Linked DNA regions of Arabidopsis thaliana: region 2 is linked to region 1. Evidence: chromatin contacts called from public capture Hi-C data. All regions are on one chromosome and are shown on one strand. Each heading gives the region's core, a stretch centred on a gene start, on an enhancer-like site or on the middle of the called end of the contact. The rest is flanking DNA. Distances are from core to core; before and after follow the strand shown.

Region 1 (4,799 bases), core at 1,101-3,600:
CGTCACAGATAACTAACCTTTCTTATAAAGATAAGAGAGCTGAAAATTGGAAGAGAGGGTTTTGTTTTAAAATTTCGTAAGCAAAAAAAAAAACAGTTTTTTGTTCCGTGATGTAGTAAAGGGTAAGAGAATGAACCCATGTTTTTATGTTGTTTTTGTCGACAGTGATGTTGTTTGAGTCTGTAATATTTATGTCTTCATCGTTTCTAAATGAAAAATTGTCCTTGTTATCGTCGTATTATCTGCTTATCGTTGCTACTACTAATGATTTGAGTATATACATCTTACTCTAACTATTGTAGTGTACTTAAAAAAAGAGAAATCTTTGAAATACATTTTAAAATTGCCACCCTCTTAATTTTGTAACGTTACCAAAAATCTCTGCAAGAGCAAGAACCATCTTTGAACCTATGAAACCGAACTCGATCCCTAACAATGATCTCTCTCTTATAAATCTTAGAAATATGTTTGAAAACAACGTGACAGTCCCCACAAATTCTCAGGTTGTTTATAACTCTCACCGGACTCTCCTCGTCCGCACCATCCATCATCATCAGTCCGTAGGCCACCGCCAATTTCTCGCTGTGATAGCACAAAGCGTTCTCTTTCTCTTCCTCTCCTATGTCGTGCAACACAAGTCCTGTCTGCGCCACGTAACCATCCTCTCTTATCTTGAACCTATCCTCATCAACCAAAATAACAAGAAAGCAGTAAATCAAAAGCATTAAAATTCACCAATCTCAGCTCTTAGAACTTGTTCTGTACCTGATCTCATCGATCTTCTCATAAATCTCTCTCCACTGTTCATGGCTCTTGTCACTGTTGTAGAATTCATGAATCGTTCCTTTGGCTTCTATGTAGCTAAGACCTGGAATTTTCTTCACTTGTTTGCTTTCCATATCATCTCTCACTCGTCCTACATCTTTCCACCGTCCCTGCGCAGCATAAACATTCGATAGCAACACAAAATCACCATCATTGTTAACTCCCATTTCCTTTATTTCCCTAGAAGCAATCTCAGCCATTTCAACATCACTATAAATCTCCGAAGCTCCAAGAAGGCTCTGCCACAAAACAGGATCCGGAATCATCGACATTGAACATATGATATCGTGAGCTTCTCTCAACCTTCCTGCACGGCTTAACAGATCAACCACACAACCATAGTGCTTCATGTTACGCTCAACGCCCTTACAAGCCATATTATTGAATACAGACAAACCATACTCCACTAACCCCGCATGTCTACACGCAGTTAAAGCAGCTAAGTACGAGACATCATCAGGCTTAATACCATTATCCTCCAACTTGTCAAAAATCTCCAACGCTCTATGTGCTTCTCCATGCACTGCAAACCCTGTAATCATAGTGTTCCATGTAACAACACTCTTCTTACCAGTGAATTGTTCAAACACTTGATAAGCTTTATCAACAAACCCGCATTTCGAATACATATCAATAGCCGCGTTACTAACAATCACATTATCGTTACTGTATCCATGGAAGATATTTTCACCTTCCTTAACATCACCCAAATGAGAACAAGCTCCTAAAGCAGCAACAACAGTTACTTCACTTCTTCTAATTCCTTCCGTTTCCATTCTCTTATACAACTCCATCGCCTCACTCGCTCGATTACCAGACACTAACCCCGCGATCAACGCGTTCCACGACGCAACATCTCTCACAGGCATTTCATCGAACAACTTATACGCACTAATTAAATCTCCGTTTTTAGAGTAAGCATCAAGCAACGTAGTACAAAGAAGCGAATCAGCGGATAATCCCCGACGGTTAATCTGACAATGAAGTTGATCCATAGCGGAAGAACAAAGCGCACGTGCACAAGCTTTAAGAGTAAAAGAACAAGTCAAAGCATCGACTCTACATATAGCCGACGATGACGAAGATTGCTGCAACATGGAACGATACCATGAAAACGCAAGTGAAGGATGAGAACTTCCGGCGAATCCGCGGATGATTGCGTTCCAATCATTGGTTAAAGGTTTAGGGATGTACCGGAAAATTTGTACGGCGAAGGAAAGGTCTCCGAATGGTGAGATTGCGCAGCGTTCGAGAAGACGAGAACGGAGAAAGGAAGATTGGAAATGGCCGGCGGTGAGGAAGTGAGATTGGAGTTGTTTGATTTGGGAGAAGCTGACGCATTTTTGTATCATCGTCTCCATGTAAACACGAGCCATTCCATTGACGGGGCTGCACCAAATTAAACCGGGCTCACGAATCAGTTGGTATAAGGGATTGCTTGATCGGTTTTGTTTTTTTTTAAACCGAAATCAAACCAAAAATGAATCAGTTTTCATGGCCATTCATGTTTCTTAACATTCTTGACAACACATATTTAACGTTAAGGGAAATTTTTCACTGGTCATATAAATCACACCTAATTTACCTTTATAGTTTATTATCAATTTACTAGAACAACCATAATGGAAGTGTGGGCTTAGACGTAAGTTCCCAACAGTATTGACTATTGATCAACTGACCCCAATGGAATTTTTAAAAATAGCTTAACTTTTTATTAAAAATATTAAATTGACCCATCCCAAAAAGATAATCGACCCATGTACTATTTTTAAGTTACAAGATTACAAGTGAAAGTCTAATTAATATTTATAGTGTTCTTAATACTTATACATAATATTTTAAAATTTATTTTAAGTAAGTATACCATAATTAGGTCCATTAATATGAATTTAACCTAATATATTTACATTTATTTTTAGTTAGTCTAACACTGATTTAGCTTCTTTCTATGTTCCAGATTAGTTTATATCATGTACTTATATATTAATTTTTGAATATAAAAATTTATTAACTAATTTGAATCTAATATTCACGAGTTGTATGATGATTTAGTTTTAACTATGATGGATAGTTATTCTGGTTCCACTACTGTGTTTCGGTCGCAACAAATTTTAACTGAAGAAATATCATGAGTGAACTCATTGAATTTTGTGTATAAGTCACGCTCGTCAACACTCGAATAAAGATCTCCTACATATAGTGTAAGCTTTTCAAATTCGTTCTCTGAAGTTCACATAGTTGAAAATAGGTCTTCATTCTCTAATAACTTTTATTCGGTGAGAGCAAAATAATTCTATTGTTGTACTATATATATGGTCTTGAAGTCATATAAAAAGTTAGTTCCTTACTAGGATTAGGTTTTTATATTTTCTACTAGGACTATATTAATAATTTCCAAAATCAAACAGAAAAAGAGTTAAAGATAAGCTTTAACTATTACGATAAGCATAAAGAGATAATAAAGGTTATCTTACTATCACACTCAGTGCCAGTTTAAGTACAAGGGCGGATAGTGCAATCGTTCTATATTTGAGCACATTTTTTTTTGTATATATAAAGAGAGTTCAAATTTTGAAAATCCCTTAAATTAAAGGTAATAAAAAAATGGTACTTTTGCAAATCCCCAAATTAAAAGGAAATAAATCATGAGTTAAAAATTTTAGATTAATAATCAATCCTTATATAGTAAAACATCTATAAATTAAAATAATATATCTATAAATTAATAATGTTAGGACAATTATATTCTATTAATTTATAATGATATTAATTTTTATATTTATTACTTCTCTGTTCATCATTTGTTGATTTTCTATTAAAAAAAAAAGTTGTTTCTAAAATATTGATTTTCTAGGTTTTCTATGCAATATTTATTAGTTATTATTGATGAATTGTAAACTTCAAAAAAGAAAATTGAATATCATTGGTTTAGAATTATAAAAAATTGTAAATACATTTATAATCAATTTTTAATATATGTATTTTGCTAAAAAAAATCAATCAATACGGAACATAGGAAGTATTTTATAGCATAAATAAATATTAATTAATCTATAAAGAGATTTGATTTAATTGTTAAATTTCTAGACAAATATGAAACTGAGATAATTTTATCTAATTAGTGTTTTAGATATTAATTTGTTTTTAGTTTTGGATTTACAATTTAGAAAAGCTCTTTCCGCAATAAATTACAAAGACTCTAGATGCATTAACTTATTCAAACGATATACACAAATTCTTATTTTAATTATTCCAAAATGAAAAACTCACATAAAATTTTGGTTATTTTTATAATCAAAAGTTATAGAGTATATCCTACAACACTCAAGTTTAAAAGCAAAAAAAAAAATTTGTTTCATACAATATAAGTTAGAGAGACCAGCTCTAACAGAAATTTAATTTCTTAGAGAAATATTAAAACCATATATTAGTATATTATTACTGTATATGTAATCAATGCAAACAATCAACTGCTACAAACAACAGACTCAAAGCCTCTCTATTCTTTTGATGGTCGCCGAGATTGCCCCCTTACACTACACATGCCAAAGTTTCTTCTTTCCTTGGTTTCAGTTTCGCAGTTCGTTCTTCATACGACGCTGCAAGAAAAAGAAAAAAGCAAGAGGATCATGTATTTGAGATTTCAATATTTGCATATGTACATTTTACAGTGAGATTTCGAAGAAGACTTACGCTCAGTTGGTCGAGATAACAGGGGAACGTGTTCTGCCCTTTTCTTCTTTTTTTCTACGCCATTGCATGAGCTTTCCTCTGTTGAAACTGAAATTTTATTTTGAGTTGATTCTCTCTTTCATAGAAGTCATCTTACTACTATTTAGTATTTACAGTAAAGGGTAAAGGAAATACTGATGTATCGTACCATTGTTGCTTAGAGGTAAACAGTTTCGGAGAGCCTCCTGATAAATTACAGACTCTAATTGGTATGTCAATGATTCATTCTTGAAATGAGACCG
Region 2 (4,511 bases), core at 367-2,866, 79 kb before region 1:
TACTTTCCAAAAGGAATACACCCGTTGTGTGACCACCAAAGTGACAGGATCATGTTGGAACCTGTCAAAGAAACGATCCAGGTTGTGGTATTGAGGATCCTTGCAACGATTCCCAAAACGCACCACCTCTCCAGAAAAAATCCTCAACTCTTCCCTGTATACAATTTCAACCGTCACTTATCTCCAAACTACAAATTAGAAAACAGCATCAACACAGAACACAATCACAAACAATTGTTACCTTTTATCAGCAGCAGCAATTCTCAACAGTTCATCCATGTCTTTCGATATCAGGTTCTGAACACCTTCTGAAGGTAACACAACCTCTTTCAAATGAGTAATGCTATCTTTCGAAAGAGAATGCATAAGATTGGCGCCTTTAACAATAGTATTAGCAACTTCAAAAGACAAGATTGATATCTTATTCCCTTTCACCGTCGTCGCAGAAGAAAACCCCCCACTAAGATTCAGATTCGTCATACTACTCCCGAGTGTATCCAACACATCCACAGCTTTACCAAGTCCCATAGTACCAGCCCTACCCAAAAGAGAGCTTACTTCCGAAACCTATAAACAAAAACACCTTAGTATAATAAATTTGAACTCAGAACTAACAACACACAACAGCTTAACATTTCTTTATATACCTTAGCAACAGCAGCTTGTCTAGACTTAGTGGATCTAGATTTCTGAGATAAAACCCTCGATAACCGAGGAATCCCATCCTCGATATTTTGAGGATGAGATCCACTAGAGACTATAGGAAACGAAAACGATTCCGATGTATGCTTATTATCATCAACATTCTCGGTAACAGGAGAAGGATCATCTTTAAGTCCACTTTCACCAGAATGAGAATTCAAGTCAGAGGCATTGTTATTGAGATGATGACCATTAACATGTGCAAAGGTTCCACCAGGAGCATTATTTACAGATGAACTCCTTGAACAAAGCCCACCCATCACAGCAAGTTTCCAAATTTAGCTCTCAAACTCTCTCGAAACTCTCCATACGCAAAAAAAAACTCTGATCTCGGATTGAACTCTCTAGGAAACTTGAAATGGATGAACAATGTAACCAGCGAAACACTGTAATCGCAAATCCTGATTTGTATGAAAGCAACAGTCCATTAATGGAGCAAATTGCTCAGTGGAAAAAAACTTGATTCTCTCATACGAAACCTGCCAATGAATCAAGAAGATTTTAAAGTCAAGAGGAAATCGAAAACCCTAGCTAAAGAAGAACCCAAAACGACAAATTCAATTCAGTAGCTTGAAGGAATGGAGAAGAAAGACCTAAGAAGAGTCAGAAACTTGGATCTGGGAATTAGATTGAAGTTCAGATTCTTCTTCTTCTTCTTCGTCGCTAGTTCTTGAGCAAAGCTCTAGAGAGAAGTGAGAAGCTCTCAGCTGAAGAATCGTGGAGATGTCTACAAGGAAAAGAGAAGAAGAAACGCGACTCGAGAAAGAGAGAGAGAGGAGAGATGAATTGAATTTGGGTTAGTCTGAAGAGAGAGGAGGAGTTGGAGAGTGTCAGATGGTGAAGTTAGCCAAAAATTCAACCCCCAAAGGCTTTTTCTCGTTTTACCCATTTCTACACTCTTCAAAACTCTCAATCCCATTTACACATTTTTATTATTTTTTTACTAACAAGTTGCAGTATATTTTATATTATCAAATATTACTACATAATTAGAATTATTTTGTATGTTACCAAATTTTATTTACATAGTTAAATTTATGTTTATATAGTCTTTTAAATGGATTTCATTGAAATTCTTTGAATTGGGATCACTTCAACAGAAATCAGAAATAAAGACACGTCAATTTCGAAGAATACCATATGTTGTTATCAAATTATCATCAAATACATATCGGTGTAATGTTTCGAGTTTGTTATGCGAAAATTCACTTTTGATAGGTGTTTTTTGGAATTTAAATTAGTATTGTGATGGAATAATTAATGTCGATAAAATCGATTTTCGTCGAGTTATAAGATTCGGAATAAATATTGTTTTCTCTTTGTGATTTCAATCTATTTTTCTTTTGTTTGAAATCATTCTAATTCAATATTATTGAGGCAAAAAAGAGTTATGGTTATATAAAAGAATTACAATATAATATCTTTTGTTGTATATTCCAAGTAGTAAACTAAGTTGTATCAAGTAGTAAATTTTGAAATATTTAACCATTTTGTACCTTTGATTGTGTGAATGAAGGAAGTATTTGGTAATTATTGTAAGTCCTTGAAATAGAAAAAGGTGAAGAAAATCAGTCAACATGTATATGCATATCTAGTTTTGAAAATGAAAGTTGACTTTTTACCAAGTAAAGGACAACAGAATCTAAAGTAGGTTTCAAATTACATTGTTTTACCAAATAACCTATGTGTGGCAATGTCATAATAGCTTTATAGCATGGTCAAAGGTAGGAAGCTTGAATAAAAAAAAAATGTTGATATCATATAGGAAAATAATTGTTATTATCATTTAGTATTTATGTAAATAAATGGAATGTGATGGCCCATAGCTTATTTATTACATAAAAGATAAAAGCTATAAAATGATTTGGAACTTCAAAGGTATGATCATTTATTTGGAATGTTATAATTATTCAAAAGAAAAACAAATTACAAGCGAGTTTTTATCTTTTTTTTTTCAAGTCTTGAGATTTCAATATTAATTAGTAGTTTGTAGTTGTAAAAAAAAACAGAAAGAGATTTCAATCGTATTTTCATAAACATGATCCTAAACCAATTTCAATGATAAACTAAGTGAAATTAATTCTTAGTATTTTAGGCTACTTATTTAACTGCGAATTAGCCTAATTTAATGATAAGGTTGCCTCTCTTTTGGACCAATTCCACGTTTCAACAAGTTCACATTGGTCAAATCTTTTGAGTTATTCTTCTGTCTCCATCGCAATTCATCATGAATATTTTGATTCTACATTTCTTTTTCTTTCTTTTTTTGCTCAATTTTTTGGTCAAATGATTCCACAATTCAATTTATATTTTTTGTAACTAATTCATTAGCCCCCACACTCCTAATACAAGAAAACAAAACAAAGGCACCTGAATTATCAAATACTAGTTTACGGCCCGCGCTATGCGCGAACAAATTAGTTAGAATCAATTAAATAACTATATTTTGTAAATGTCTTTACATCAGTAGAAGATCAAACAATTTTGTAAAGCATAATGCATATATTAAAAAGTTTGGATTTTTCTTGATTAATTGAAATCAGGTCTAATAGTTATAGTGGTCATAAACCTCTGAACATATTTCATTAGTTTAACAGAACTGGTACATGACATGAGAACTTCACACACGTTCGGTTATAAGTACGACATACAAACTGAAAACTAGATATTTTAAACCGTTTTTGTGACATTATTTGCGTCTAGTACATATGTGCTTATGTGTCTAACTTGTTTCCTCCACGTACCAAGGCATACCACACCTATAGAAAAATGCAAAACCATTTTTTAGTATAGTTACCGACAATCACTCATCAACTTTCCAAAATAAAACAAATAGAGTTAAATTCAAAGAAAAACGTTTATTTTTATTTTGAATATAATTTAACATTAAATTCAAAAAGATAAAAGGTAGTTGTGTCCAGAACTTGACTTGAGATCAATTTGATTGAGGTACTAATTTTCGAGAGGGATAGAAAATGCAATTATTATGAAGAAGACATCAAGTACAGAAAGGCAAAAAAAAACATTGTAAGGAAAAAATAAGAAATTATTGAAAGAGACATCTATCGTCCAATTTGTTCTTTGTATACGCTAATAACTATAAAGACACATCTATACATGCCCTAGCTTGTTCAACTGCAAACTAATAAGCCAAATTATAGATTTGGAAAATAACACCATATTACGAATTAAGAAACAAAGGCTTATAACATTGTCTAACATAAAAGAATATAAATTTGAATGCATGTGAAGTAGATGACTGACCTTGTTGTTTGTATTCTCCCGCAATATACAAATGCCAAAATTAATGTCTTCATCGCTGTAAACTGTATTTAATAAAAAAATTTTAAAATTTTGGTATATCAGCAAAGATTATAATTGTGTATGGTCGAGGAAAATTGGATATCATAGTTGCAGAAAAAAATTAAAACCGTGGAGATGAGCGATAGTTTTTTTTGGGGGAGGTGTTGTTCAATTGTAGAAGTGTGGCAATTAATACAGAGAATTCTTAAAACGTGGAAAAGAGGAGTTGCTAAGATGTAGGAGAATATCTTTTTTTTTTGTGGAAACTTATTTTTTTTTCAATAATAAATGAAAATTGATTAAAAAAAGTAAAACATAAAAAAATGAGACTTATGCCACATGTCGAAAGGAGAATGTATCAGTTATTGAAAAAGTGACTGTTGATTTAGTATAATTAGATTATCCCATAATTAGAATTAGTTTAGTTTGTTACAAAGTTTTATTTACATATTTAAATTTACGGTTATATAGGTTTTTTTAGCAAATTTCATTGAAATTTTCTTTAC

What was found. Capture Hi-C pulls out chosen DNA fragments and counts their contacts.
Region 2: a contact with region 1 is called in a capture Hi-C map of seedling, with 1.7 times the contacts expected there. The contact joins the promoter of AT1G34320 here to the promoter of AT1G34160 in region 1. A contact is called at or near these places in 1 of 26 Hi-C or Micro-C datasets (root) and 2 of 3 other capture datasets (seedling and shoot).

Annotation. Positions count from the first base shown.
Region 1 is chr1:12,438,795-12,443,593 of TAIR10.1, reverse strand. AT1G34160 (Tetratricopeptide repeat (TPR)-like superfamily protein) reads right to left here and starts at 2,350. Exons shown (of 2, transcript NM_103139.3): 1 at 766-2,350; 2 at 226-678. The coding sequence starts at 2,201. The coding sequence ends at 369. It overlaps AT1G34150 (Pseudouridine synthase family protein), which reads right to left. Exons shown (of 14, transcript NM_103138.3): 12 at 4,706-4,799; 13 at 4,519-4,605; 14 at 4,095-4,424. The coding sequence ends at 4,357. ARF13 (AUXIN RESPONSE FACTOR 13) reads left to right here. Exons shown (of 14, transcript NM_103140.3): 14 at 1-47.
Region 2 is chr1:12,517,164-12,521,674 of TAIR10.1, reverse strand. It overlaps AT1G34320 (Ikzf5 (DUF668)), which reads right to left and starts at 1,616. Exons shown (of 13, transcript NM_103154.4): 1 at 1,296-1,616; 2 at 648-1,181; 3 at 242-567; 4 at 62-154. The coding sequence starts at 962.